Regions from separate parts of the Mus musculus genome. Here region 1 is linked to region 2. Evidence: chromatin contacts called from public HiCAR-type data. All regions are on one chromosome and are shown on one strand. Each heading gives the region's core, a stretch centred on a gene start, on an enhancer-like site or on the middle of the called end of the contact. The rest is flanking DNA. Distances are from core to core; before and after follow the strand shown. Region 1 holds the start of Gxylt1 (glucoside xylosyltransferase 1). Region 2 holds the start of Kif21a (kinesin family member 21A).

What was found. HiCAR-type assays count read pairs that join an accessible place to other places.
Region 1: a contact with region 2 is called in a HiCAR-type map of astrocytes, with 5 times the contacts expected there. The contact joins the promoter of Gxylt1 here to the promoter of Kif21a in region 2. A contact is called at or near these places in 2 of 115 datasets of contacts at active chromatin or transcription factors (astrocytes and differentiating embryonic stem cells) and 1 of 9 other capture datasets (pancreatic islet).

The regions. Positions count from the first base shown.
Region 1 is chr15:93,273,419-93,280,309 of GRCm38.p6, reverse strand. Gxylt1 (glucoside xylosyltransferase 1) reads left to right here and starts at 5,131. Exons shown (of 7, transcript NM_001357006.1): 1 at 5,131-5,434. The coding sequence starts at 5,229.
Region 2 is chr15:91,045,831-91,052,463 of GRCm38.p6, reverse strand. It overlaps Kif21a (kinesin family member 21A), which reads left to right and starts at 2,513. Exons shown (of 37, transcript NM_001109040.2): 1 at 2,513-2,805. The coding sequence starts at 2,762. It overlaps Gm52215, which reads right to left. Exons shown (of 2, transcript XM_030248879.1): 1 at 4,516-6,633; 2 at 2,563-3,519. The coding sequence starts at 3,252. The coding sequence ends at 2,587. Gm36710 (a long non-coding RNA gene) reads left to right here and starts at 1,411. Exons shown (of 2, transcript XR_384343.1): 1 at 1,411-1,466; 2 at 1,560-1,741.

The sequences.
Region 1 (6,891 bases), core at 3,882-6,381, 2.2 Mb before region 2:
TTTTTGTTTTAGTTGTAAGAAGTTTCAGTTAAAATTGGCTTTTTTCTAAAAAGATTTATTTACTTTATGAGTTGCTGTCTTCAGACACACAGACTTCAGACACAGGGCATCAGATCCCATTGCAGGTGGCGGTGAGCCGCCATATGGTTGCTGAGGATTGAACTCAGGACCTCTGGAAAAGCAGCCAGTGCTCTTACACACTGAGTCATCTCTCCAGCCCCCAAATTGACTGTTTTTAATAATTTACGTAGAACTAGATGGCTGTCCTTATTCTAACTTATTTCATATATATAATGATTTTGACTATGGATTTTTTTTTTTTTTTGTTCTTATAAACTGCCTCAATTCTCTTGGGTGAATAAGACTTAAAATTACTACTTAAAAACATTTTTATCTTATGTGTTTTGCGTGTGTGTATATCTGGGAATCTTGTGTGTGTCTGGTGCCTGTGGAGGTCAGAACTGAACCCAGTTACCGAGGGTTGTGAACCATCATGTGGATGCTGGCAGCTGAACCCAGCCAGGTCTCTTCGAGAGCAGCAATCCCTCTCCGTCACTGAGCCATCTTTTCTGCCCCTTAATACTCATACGTTTTTAAAAAATGGTTTTATTTCTATGTGTGAGGATAAGCCAAAGGTAAGTTTAGGGCAAGGATGCAGTACCGCTGCCGCCTTCCCTGAGTTAGGAGGAGCCTAGGCCCTAAGGTTGAATCCTAGTTTTCATCTGATGACTCAGAAGAAAGCTCCCATCTGCTCACCGCTTCTCTGTAGAGTTTCATCGAAAAATCCAGAACTAAACTGAAGACCAAGGCCTAATCCTTTAGGCTTCTCGTGTGTGCTGCTTTTGCCTTACAGTTAGAGCAACAGTGGAAGAGATCCGGCTTACTTGCTGGTGGGGGAGGGAAGCGAAAGCGGGGAGAACTGCACCCCAAGAAACTAGCTATCGAGCAGAGAAGCCAAGGCAGAACAAATGGAAGCGTGTCTTCACGTGGAGCAGCTTGAGTGTGCAGAGTCACAGCACAGGCCCAAGAGAGGCCGAGACACAAAATGTAGAGGCCCATGTGTCTGGCTCAGAAGAAGATAGCTGCCGGGCACTTTCCCTTTTCTTTGTGAGACAGGGTCTTTCTGTGTTGCTCTCCTTGGTTTGTAGACAAGGCAGGGGTTGACTTCACAGATAGACACATGCCTCTGCTTCCTAGTGGCTGGCACTAAGGTCATGCACCACCACATCCAGCCACACTTTCAGGTTTTATTTTGGATTTTCTTTGGCAACAGGGTCTTATTACATCACCCAGGCTGGCCAGACCTTGGAATCCTCCAATTTCAGCTTTCCCAGTGCTAATAGAGGTGTGCACACCCATAGCTACCTGAAGATCAGTTTCTCTTTATGAAAACACTGCTATGTCTACATAGAATATTGGGCAGGGGGCAGGGGACAGGAGACGACGGACACCTGTAATTGCAGCCCCTGAGACACGGGTAAGAGCATTTGCCTAAAAGATGACTTCTTTATTTTTTAAATGAAGTCAAATGTAGAAATTGGAAGGAAATACTGGACAGGACTGTATACATATCTGAGTGGCAGGGATGGATGGGAAAATGAGAAGAGAGAGCACCACCATTTTAAATGTTTGTTTGTTTGTGTGTGTGTGTTTGTGTGTTTAGTGTGTGTGTGTCTGTGAGTCTATCTATGCATGTGAAGTCCTGAGGACGGCATGGGATCCCCTGGAGTGGAAGTTACAGGTGGTTGTGAGCTTCCCAGGATAGGTACCAGGAGCATAGCTCTGGTCTTCCGCAAGAGCAGTATGCACTCAAACCTCTTCTAGCCCAGGACCTTCTAAAATAGAGATTCTTAATATTTGATTTAAATCCAGAATCAGTTTTCTACCTCATACAAATCTTTTGTCCAACTTTAGAGAAAAAAAAAACCTTTGCATATTAATTTCAAACTCCATTCCTTGTCATTGTCTACAGTGTCACCGCGTTGAATATGCCTGACCTTACTTAAATCCTGTTTCTTCCATTCACACTCATTCTGCTGAGTTGAGAATTTGGATTTACTCAGCCTGTCACCGGCAAATTAAAGATTGTTGTCCTAGAGATCTACTTGTAATATATACGTGAAAGAAAGGAAGGGAATGTCCACTCGATGTTGAAATAGGTAAAGTTGTTTTCAGTAACAAAAGTCAATTTAGGAAGATAAAAATGGAAAAAAAAGAAGAAGCAGGTGAATGCTGGCTAGAGAGCAACATGCAGTGACTCCTCCCTCAGCTTCCAGGTAGCCAGGGCTGCTTGGTGTGTAGGTAGTATAAACGGTCTCATTTGTAGATGGCCTTTTTTAATTTTAATTTTAATTTTTTGCAACAACATCTTTTGCAAAGTATAGGATTAAAAGATCGTGAACCCCCCTGTGAAGAACATGATTATTCTGTGTGTTCTTCGCATACATTGTTGGCTGGCTTCCCTTTATGCTTTATGATCTGTGAGTTGAGAGATTACTCTTTATTCTTTCTACATGTAGTTTCTTGGGGAAAAAAAAGTATTAGCAATTACCCCCCCACACACCCTTTTTTAAAAAATGGGGCCACAGTGTGTTACGCAGTTTGATGTGGGACTCACTATGCTGACCAGGCTGGCTTTGAACCTGTGGTGGTAACCCTGCCTTGGCCTCCGAAGTGCAGGAATTACAGGTGTCAGTCATTGAGGCAGCTTTCCTCAGTATCTTTGAAATGGGCCGTTCTGCCTGGGTCCTCACTCTTTACTCTAGCTGGTACCATGTCCTCCAACTCTCCCTTCTTGTTAGTGCTCTTGTAATTCTCTGCACTCTTTTATCTTTATTTCTCTGAGAATTGTAAGGTGTGTTAGAAAGATGTACTATTCTCTTTGTTTTTACTGGCCTGTCTCCTTTTTGAGGGTAGGACACTCCTTTATTCCTGAATACTGTGCATCCGAGCCTCTTGTCTGGCATGTAGAAAATATTCAATAAATATTTATTGAATGAACAAATGTATGTTTTTTTTTTTCTCCTTATACATCTTCGTTGTTCATTGGATTTTTTTGGGGGGTGGGGGGGGAGTTAAGGCATGACATTTAATCCTTCTGAGATGGAAACAGCCCATAGTTCATCAGGTGATCTTGCCATGGTCATAGAGCCAGGGAATGAGAGCTTTTATGCCTGTTATTGTCCCTCACATTGTCCTTTGTGGGCACACTTCTCAGTGACCCAGATGCAACTTGAACAATTCAATAGCGAGGTTTTTCTCATGACGTGTGTGTGCACTTTTAAGTGTGCATGCATCTAGTTTTAAGTGTGTGCTTTTCAGTGTGGTTTTGCCTGTATATTTTTAAAATATGTGCATTTTACTTGTATTTTAAATGTTTTTGTTTCAAGTGCATTTTAAAAATATGTGTTTTAAGCGTGCATCTAAAGCATTTAATTGTTTACATGTATTTAGGTGCATGTGCAGGTTAAGTGTGTTCAAGTATATCTTGTGTGCATTTTAAGTGGATTTTTAAGTGTTTAAGTCTCAGTTTTGGCTCTGGATTCGCTTACTCCAATCTCTCATCTCTGTCCCAGCCTTCACTCCAACCAGACTCGCTCTCTAACATGCAAATGTGATCATCTTCCTTCCTTCCTTAAAAACCTTCAAGCAGATCAAGTTCAAACTTCCAAGAGTTTCCAAGAGTAACTGCTATCCCTCTCTGCAGTCTTAACCACTCCCCGAGTCCTTTCTTGCGGACTCATCCTGGCATCGCGCTTCTCAGTCTCCTGAATACGAGAGCCGCTTTCATTGCTCGCTCAGTCTAGAATTCCTTCTCTTAAGAGGGCCACCCTCGCTCAGGAATACTCTGCTATACTAACTGGAAGGTACAAGCGACTCACTTTGGGGCGTGTCCACACCCGGTGGCTATCCTGTCTTTGTACAACAGCCTTCTTCAAAAGGGAATAAGAGCTTTTGCACCAGATGTGAATGGCGTGTGTATTGCCTGGGAACATGGATTCGGGTTGGGTGGAATAACACGTTCCAATACAGAATAAAGTCAGAAGTTAAGGCAGTTTCCAGATACCGGTTGGACCATCAGATTGATTATAGCAAACAGGAAAAACTGACAGGTGTCAGATCTCATCTAATGACATTTTAAGCTTTCAGAATGGTGGAAACCATTGATTCGATGAGGTTGCTTTAAAGGTTTTGAGCCAAAAGTATGTTGGGTATGACACGATTGGTCAACGAAAGCCTATTAAGGGACTAAGAATAATCATAGAGTTTAAGCTTTGTTAAATCGTCCACAGGTCTCCCGTACCAAAGTCCCCGAGCTGCACATTCTCAATATCTGCCTTCCTCCCCGTCCCTAGGTCCCTACGAGGCTTCAGCGTGACCCAGCTCAAGGCGTGGAGTGTGGCGGGAAGGAAGGGAGGCCGGGTTTGGAGAGGACCAGTTTTGCTTTGGGTATGCAAATGATTTGTCAGCAACGTCTAATAAGGCTGCCTTCCCAGCCTTGTGTGGATGGGCAAGCAAAGCACCATTGCACTACCGCCGCCTTACGACATCCCACGAAGCACAGATGTTTTAGACCCGACGCTGAGGTCCGTGAGGAGCAGGATGGGTCGAGGAAGAGTTAGCAAGTGCGGTAACCACGGTTTCTTTTTAGTCAACGCAGCGATGCCTGAGAATTCAAGTTGCCCAGCGCCACAAACTGCGCAAAGAAAAATCGCAGATTTAGGGCAAGGGCCTACAGCCCTGCTTCTTTCGCTACACTTGTCCACAGCTCAGAGCCGGGCAATCTGTAAAGAGGAACCAGCATCCATCTCAAGGCTCGGCGTGAAGGCCGGGAGAGCGCCAGCGCTCAGCTCCGCTTCCGGGTGCGCTGCGGAGGCGGAGCCTTGGCCGGGCGTTGGGGCGTGGCCCGGAGGCGGGACAATACCAGGCAGGGGCTGTGGTTTGAAACAGAGGCGGGGCCTGCGCCGGATGTGGGAGGGGCTGTGAGCGGGGCGGGGCATGGCAGGGCTAGGGGCGTGTCGTGTGGGGTGCTGGGCTTGGGCGGCATGGGACCGAGTGGGACCTGGCGGGGATTCGGGCGGAGGGGCGGAGCGGGGAGGGGCGGGAACCAGGCTGGTCACGCTGCGGCTGCGCGTTGCGATTCTTCGTAGTTCGCCCGGGCGGGCGCGGCGGCGGCGGCGGTGACGGCGGTGACGGCGGCAGCGGCGGTGGCGGCAGCGCGGGCCGGGATGCGGCGCTACCTGCGGGTCGTAGGGCTGTGCCTGGCCTGCGGCTTCTGCTCGCTGCTGTACGCCTTCAGCCAGCTCGCGGTGTCCTTGGAGGAAGGAGCTGCCGGGGGCCGCAGGCCGCAGGCCGCGGTAGTTTCCTGGCTGGCGGACGGTGGACGCGGCACGGGGAGAGGCGCGGGCAGCGCGGGCCCGGGCCGGACGGGCAGGTATGAGCCGCATTGCCGGGAGTGGAGGTCTGGGAGGGCCGGACGCGCCGCTCCATCACCGAGCACTGGCTGGCTGGCTTCAGATTCAGTGTTAGACCAGTTAGAAATTGAATCGCTTTGCAACTTTCTGAAAGGTTCGTTGGAAGTAAGTGGTGTCCCACAAAATCCTAATTACACTGCGGCTAGTGGGATTCCCTCCTGTTTCCATGGAGTCGAAGCTGAGTAATTTGAGAATCAGGCTGGCGCCCTAGTTGAGCCCTCCACCTCCCAGGTGTCTAAATTTTCCGCCTAAATCTTAGCTTTTTATCAGTAGCCGTAGCTAAAGAAATCTGGATGTGGCATAAAGCGAGCTGTGAATTTTTATTTTGAAAATATTCGTTTTTTTGGAAACGTAAAGGAAGTTCAGAAACATGAGTGATACTTAATATGCTTATATCTATGGGAGGAGTAAGGTATGAAGAAATCACTTTAAAAAAAAAGAAATGAATATTTATAACACAGCATAATGAGTTGGTGGATTTGCATAAGTCACTGCCACGGTTAGAATCATGAAATTTAAATGGAAAACTGTTTGGGCAGTTTACTTAATTCGCACTGCCTCCTTGGTGGATTCCTGTGTTTGGGCAGTTCTGAGACCAACTAATTGGAGAGTGGAAGACAGGAATTGTAAAAAGAGTACATCCACTTTGAGCTGTTGTCTATGTAGCATCTGAGAGTTGATGGTCTTTTCCAGCGGGAAGCGGGTAAAAGAGAAGCTAGCATGGAGATAGTGAGCTCTTGGTTTATGGTTTGATTGTAGTCAGAGAAATGTGGGGTATAGGTGTGCTCTCAGGTTCCACTGCCTACAACCTACACCCCCAGACCCCCAGTAGGATTTGCCGAGGAGAGCGGAGGCAGGAGGACCATGAGTTCGAGGCCAGCCTGGGCTACACATTTAAAAGCCTGGCGGTGGTGGTGCATGTCTTTAATTTCAGCACTCGGGAAGCAGAAATAGGCAGATCTCTGAGTTCGAGGCCAGCCTGGTCCGCAGAGCAATGTCCAGGATATCCGGGGCTCTACAGAGGAGCCCTGTCTCAAAAAACAAAACAAAACAAAACAAAACAAAAGTATTAATTGCCCAGAATTACATAAGAAGTATTTGGGGAAAAAAAATCCAACTTGGAAGGAAAACATTTTTAAATGGTAAGGACAGTGTTTGAGAGAAATCTCCTTTCAACTAGTATATCCTATTTGAAACGATTATTTCAAACTAGGCTTGGTGGCTTACACCTGTATTCTCAGCATTCAGGAGGTAAGGTAGGAGGATGGAAAATTCAGTACCTGTCTGGTTTTCATTGGGAGTTCCAGGCCAGCCTGGGCTGCATAATGAGACCCAGGTTCAACAGACCAAGGACTGAGTTTGTATCCCAGCCATAAGGGACTTGCCTTGTCAGGTGCCGAGTTCAACCCCTCCAGGA
Region 2 (6,633 bases), core at 1,264-3,763:
CGTGCCTCAAGTGCCATTGTGTTCCCATTTGAGCTGGCATTGCATGATATGAAGACGAAGAGTAAAATTCATGGAAATACTCCAAAAATTTTACTGTGTGGAGAAAGAACTATGTTTCTTTACAAATGAAACATGGTAACTAAAAAGATCTTAGAAGGGGAAGACCTCACATTTTTATCCATTCAATAGCACTTTATTCACATCCCTAACACACTTGTCATTTATAGATTACGGTTTTACATTAGTAGTGCAAATCTGTAAATTGGCCCTCGCTGAGTGGTGCTACTTAGCTGTGCGTGGTCAGGAAAGCCTCTTTGGGGAAACGGCACTTAAGCTGATATTGAGATGTTCAAAAAAACCGAGGCCATGAAAAGACTTGGGAAACAGCATTCCAGGTAAAGGGAATAGCTACTCTAAAGACCCCCAGAAAGCAAACAAATATATGGTATTTCAGAACCAGAAGACCCCATCCCCAAAAAGCAGTAGTTAAGGAGCAGAGTCACTAAAGATGAGTCCGGAGTGTGAAGGGCCTAAGTCTAGAAGAATTTAGGCTCTTTGTGGTAGGTCACCATTGGAAAGTTTCAGGTCACGGAATGAGAGGAATGGCTGTTAGCATGGAGGTAAGAGGGGACTCTGGGAGCCCACCCTGGGCTTTTGTAACCGTAGAATTTACCCTTCTCTGTAGCAATTGTTATAGGCCTATTGGAATTTCTAATGTACTTGCAGACTTTCAAATCCCAGAACTAAATAGCTAATCCTTTGTATTCGTGGCATTGGTTTATTCTCTGTATCACTGGTGTCTAGCACTGTTTGCACCCTGCAGCCATTTCCTAAGCATTCAGTAAATAAATGTTCTCAACAGGATCTAAACCCTTGCATGGTAAAAGCTCCGACTTTGGGATTTTCTTTTTTAATGTAAGGTTATTAATTAGAGGAGTTACAGGGAAATATTACTTATAAAGAAATCTCAAAAAATATTATTCAAAATTAAGCATTGATTTTAGAACATTCAGCATTTAGAATTTGAAGTTATGCATGGCCTTTGCCTGAATATGAACCCAAAGCCCTAGCTATTATTGATGCTATTTGGCCAGACGTTTCAATCTGGTGGCTTGAGACTAGAGATGGTCAGACACAGTTTGAGGTTGTTTTTGCATGGTGTGTAAATATTATGCAGAATTAGTTGTTAATCTTTAAAACTAAGGCGTTTTTCACATAAGGATTTGATTTTTCTTTTTCACTTGAGGAACAACAAACATACAACCAAACCAAAAATGTGGCCACACAGGATCTGGGTGCCAGTAGATCTAGTCCAGGCAGAATGGGGACAGCTACTTCCTTAGGAAGGGGCCCGCCTTCTCGGTTTTATTTTATATATTCTCGACTTTGCTTCCTCCACTTCCTTAAGCTACCTGCCCAGTTCTTGAAGCACATGATTTGTGACAGCTCTTTTTTGAGACACATAGGTACTGTTGCTATCTAAAGTGAAGACTTTGAGAAGGTAATATATGTTGCTTTGTTGCTGTAGGTTGATCTCTTGTTCTTGTCCTTTATCGCAGAAACGAGGTGGTCAGACCAGATCCATCCACGCCTGGACCTGTCAAGTTAGGACAAAATGTGGCTCCATTATGTTGGTGGAGAAATATCGAGGCTAGGGAAGGCTCTCCAGGGAGAGGCCGGAGGACAGCTTTGTTACCAGTTTGTCACACAAAGGGACATTATAAAGTTTTTTTTTACCTTCCACCTATGTTGTCTGTAACGATTTAAAGGTAAGAAACAAAGTACATAGGACTGCCTCTAAGAATAAATACCATAGGCCATCTACCCATGGGTATACAAGGTTCAAACTTCTTTCTGAACCCAATATACACTGTGTTCTAGGACACTCTCTGAGCAGGGCGATCAGGTGTGTGATTTTAGTTTTTATCTGCTTGGGCCAGTGCTTTTATTTAGATAGCGACATTTAATCTATTATACTGTTTTGTATGAACCCACATGTTTATTTACTGAAATGTACGGAACAGTCCACAAAAGATACTCTGTGGCAAAGCTAACAAAGGCTGTTTCCACAGAGCTATCTAAAGGCATGTGGAAGGACAATGATGACGTGCAGAACACACAATGGGACACTGTTGACAGAATCTCGGGATCCCGGAGGAGCTTTTGAAAGGCCAGCAGGGAAAGAAAATCCGTTTGCAAGGATTTACCACGCTGCACGCCTCCATGGAAAGCAGTTGTGGAAATGCTTGGCAGTACCAGGGCCCGGAGCACTTTGCATGTGCATAGGACCGAACAGTAATGCACTGAAGAGGCAGAGGGGTGGAAAATCGTTCCACGTCCCAAGAGATCGGGCAGAGGACAGGGCCAGGTTTGGGAAAGGGGTCAAGGTCCGTGCCACAGAGGGGGCAGGTGGCTGCGGGGACGCGCCTCCGGTGGATGGGAGGGGGAGGGGGGGTCGGCTCGCCTCCGCGCGGTGCCGCGCCCGCCTGGCCGTGCCGCCGGGGCGGGGCGCACCGGACCGGCCACGGCTGACGCAGGGCAGCGCGGAGCCTGGCGAGTGGGGGCAAGGGGCGGCGCCGCCCTGAGTCACCGCCCCCTCCCGCGCCTCCGCGCCGCCACCTTTCCATTCAGTCGCCCAACATGGCTGGAGCACGGCGCTGAGCCCTCGCCACCGTCACCGTCACCGCCGCCGCCGCCGTCACCACCGCCGCCGCCTGCCCGGAGCGCTCGGCACGGAGCTGAGCCCCGGGCGGCCGCAGGCATGTTGGGCGCTGCGGACGAGAGCTCGGTGCGCGTGGCTGTCAGGTGAGCTGCGGGTGGACAGGAAGGAAAGCTGAAGCCAGCAAGCGGACGAGCGGGCGGGCGGACTCTCCTGCTGCCCGCTCCGGGGCCGGTGCGTCGCATCGCTGCTTCTCGGGGGAACAGCAGTGGCTGCCCCGCACCCCCACACCCCGGAGGATCGGGCGCCGCTCGCTGCACGCACGGACGCCTCGCGTTTGGCCTCCGGGTGAGCGTCGCCCGGTGTCCCCGGGAGTCGCCGCTGCCGCCCTGCAGGTGGGCCCGAGGTGTCTGTCCCCACCCCCCACTCCCTCCTCTCCAGCCCAGCCCCTGCCGCGCCGGCTGGGTTCGGAGCCGCAGACAAAGCGTCGCGGTGACAAGCGCGCCGCCCGCGCCCACTCGGGTCCCCGCGATGGCGTGCGTCGCGACACCTGGCCTCGCAGGTGTGCTGGTAGGGAGTGTGTTGCGGGACATAGGCACCCGCGGGAGGTCTGGAGAAGGCAGGCAACGTCAGCCAGCCGGAGGGTTAGATGGGCGACTGGGAGAAACAACCTGAGGTTAGTTAAGCACCTTGGATGTTGACAGTGACATCACATACGCCTGGGGTTGAGTTTTGAAATGCTGGCTGTGTCACCTTGTTGTGGTTAGTGACGGTGACATGGACATTCGGTGTAGTTTGGCTGTTTTGATGCATCGCAAGAACTCCGACAGTTGCTCTTGGAAAACTGCAGCATCATCACACTGAAAAATTAATGAAGCATTCCTCTTAGACCAAGTGCATGGCTTCCATTGCTCTGATAGTATACTGTTAACTCAGTTACAATATAAAGATTATAAAGAGAGCCTGTCTTCAGAGAAAGCCAGAATTCGTAAACATCTGTCAGCGCCTTAGTCGAAAAATTGAAAGTTACATAATGTAAGCGTTCCTATGGTTATTTTAGTGACAAATCTTGATTAAGCCCAGAAGTGGCAGTTTTGCATGTCCTGGGTCTTTAATTGTCTTAAAGCTGGGCAGTGGTGGCACATGCCCTAATCCCAGCACTTGGGAGGCAGTGGCAGGCGGATTTCTGAGTTCAAGACCAGTCTGGTCTACAGAGTGAGTTCCAGGACAGCCAGGGCTACACAGAGAAACCCTGTCTCGAAAAACAAAACAAAACAAAACAAAACAAAACAAAAAAAGAATAAAAAGAAATGGGAAGGTATTTTGATTCCTTTATTCTGCAGATAATGGAATTACCATAGAATGGAGGTGACGGTTTTATTAGGTCTGGCCCTTAATGGCCTTCCTGTCTTTGCCTTCCACGTCCCTGGTCCTGATGCACACATGATTCATATTTTAAGGCCAAACGAAAGCTAGTAGGATGAATAGGAAGAACAGTCTCATCTAGTAATGGAAGATATAGTCCAGGAATAACAGAAAAGGGGAATAAAAAATTTCAAATGTTTTACAACGGAAGTGTGTAAAGAGTCGTAAAACCGTCACATGTTTTAGATCAGGTAAAAAGCTTATTCCTCATAATCTGTGACTTTAAAGCTGTTTTTTTTTTTTTTTTTTTTTTTTTTTTTTTTTTTTTTATGTCTTTCTTACTGACGGGGACAGGAAGATTATTAAGTCAACCTTCCAAAATTAAACTGATAGCATAGACGGAAAGAGAGTTACAACCCAGAAAGCTTACATGTGCAGCCCTGGTTCTTACCCCCGTGCCTGTGCAGGTGAGAGACAGGGCTATGCCTTACCTCGTTTTACTCAGTGTAAAAGGTCGTCAGCATCTTCCCGATCCTAGACTAGGTCAATTACAAGTGAATAGCCTTGGCAGACTATTTCTATCTGGACATCTTAGAGGAGAGCGAGTTCACCACGAGAGGGAGTGAACTGAACACTCCCCGGGTCCTCCAATCCAGTCTGCTTTCCAGTTGTGGAGAAGTAAATGCATACAAATGTTGGGTCTAGACAGAGAATTAACAGAGGATTTGGCCCTCTTTCTCCTTTACGACAACGAGACGATGAGCAGTGGAGAATTGGGCTGTTCTTTCATAAAAGCAAGTGCGTTCTCCAGGTGCGTGTGTTCTAGTGGGCTTAGAGGGTTTGTAAAATAAGCGCCCGGGAAAGATGCTGAGCAGAAAGTTTCTAGCTGAGGGAGAATGGTTTTTACTCTGTTTCGGGGGATATTTTGGTGTTTGAGTTGTCTGTAGGTTGTCTTTCATTGAGAAGGGATATTGATTCAGAAAGTTCAATGTGGCAGCCAAACACCTGAAATATGGTTAAGCTCCATAACTAAAATTTAAGTTTAAATTATTATTATTATTATTATTATTATTATTATTATTATTTTGGTTTTTCGAGACAGGGTTTCTCTGTGTAGCCCTGGCTGTCCTGGAACTCACTTTGTAGGCCATGCTGGCCTTGAACGCAGAGATCCAACTGCCTCTGCCTCCTGAGTGTTGGGCCTAAAGGAGTGCGCCACCAGGCCCTGCTCAAATTTGTGGTTCAGTTTGCTGTGTTCTTGCCTTACTGAAGCTTGCTATGTTTTTTATTTATTTGAGGCAGGGTCTCATTGGGTTGCACTGGTTAGCTTGGAACTGGGAGCGCCACTTATATCAGCCTCCTTTGTCCTGAGGGCTGGGATCGTTAGTTTAGGAAGTAATAGAAAGGAAAGAGAGAAGAGACCAAAGAGGTAGAAGTTGAAAGTCAGCGAAATCCTTTTATTTATACAACATGGGTTAATTCTTTATCTTCAGATAGGGGTTACTAACTGCCCTACTTTGCTCTCTGTTGCTGTAATAAACACAAGGACCAGAAATAACTCGGGGAGGAAAGAGTTTATTTGACCTTACACATCCTGATCACAGTCTATCATTGAGGGAAGTCAGGGCAGCAACTCAAGCGTGAACTGTGGAGGAACAGTGTTTTCATATATAAACCAGGGCCAGCCATCTAGAGGTAGTGCCAACTGTGCTGGGCCCGCCCACATCTATCATTGGTCAAGAACATGCCTGCAGACACGCCCACAGGCCAGTCTGATGGAGGCAACGCCTCACTTGAGGTTCTTCGAGTTTGTGTAAAGTTGACAAAAAGTAACCAGCACATAAGTGTGAAAGGTGTGGTGGAACGAGTTTATTAGTTAGGATGGCACTGGGTTTCAGGTTTCATATTTCACTATCGTTGCTGCTTGCCCTCCTGCTGTCTGATTTGCTAATTGCTTACTATTCTGATGAGTAATTATGGGGTAGCGAATGTGTACCAGGACTTTCAGTTTAGTGAAGCCATGAAAACAGAAATTACCCTGGAGGCTAATACCATAATCTGCTCTTTCTCATTGATTTTTCTTCCAAAACAATGCAATATTTATTATTCTGGATTTTCTTCCCTAAGACATACTACATGCCTGTGAGATTCTGACTCAGAAATCATCATCATCATCATCATCATTATTATTATTATTATTATTATTATTATTATTTGTCAAAATCATTCATGATCTGGCATTATCCAGATTAGAAAGCAAGATGCATATTTGTAAAAGGCAAAATATACTTGATATGACTAGAGGAGTTTTAATCATAAGCAGCAAACTTGCTGGTATTTTAGTATTTCCCTCTGAACTGGATGGGCACTTATGAACTAACTGTATTTCATTTGTTTTTCCCTGTGGATTAACTATTTTATCTTCTCAGAGTAGTTTTCCTTTGGTTGCAGCTTCATTTCAAGCAAGTGGTAGTCAAGTCAGAGACTAGCCCATGCTTATTCTGAAATATTGCTGCACGTTTAAGAAGTACATTAAAATTCACATGTCATTTGTTTCTTATAAGTCATTGAAATTGTGTGTTAAACGTAATTTTGGTGTCCTAGAATTA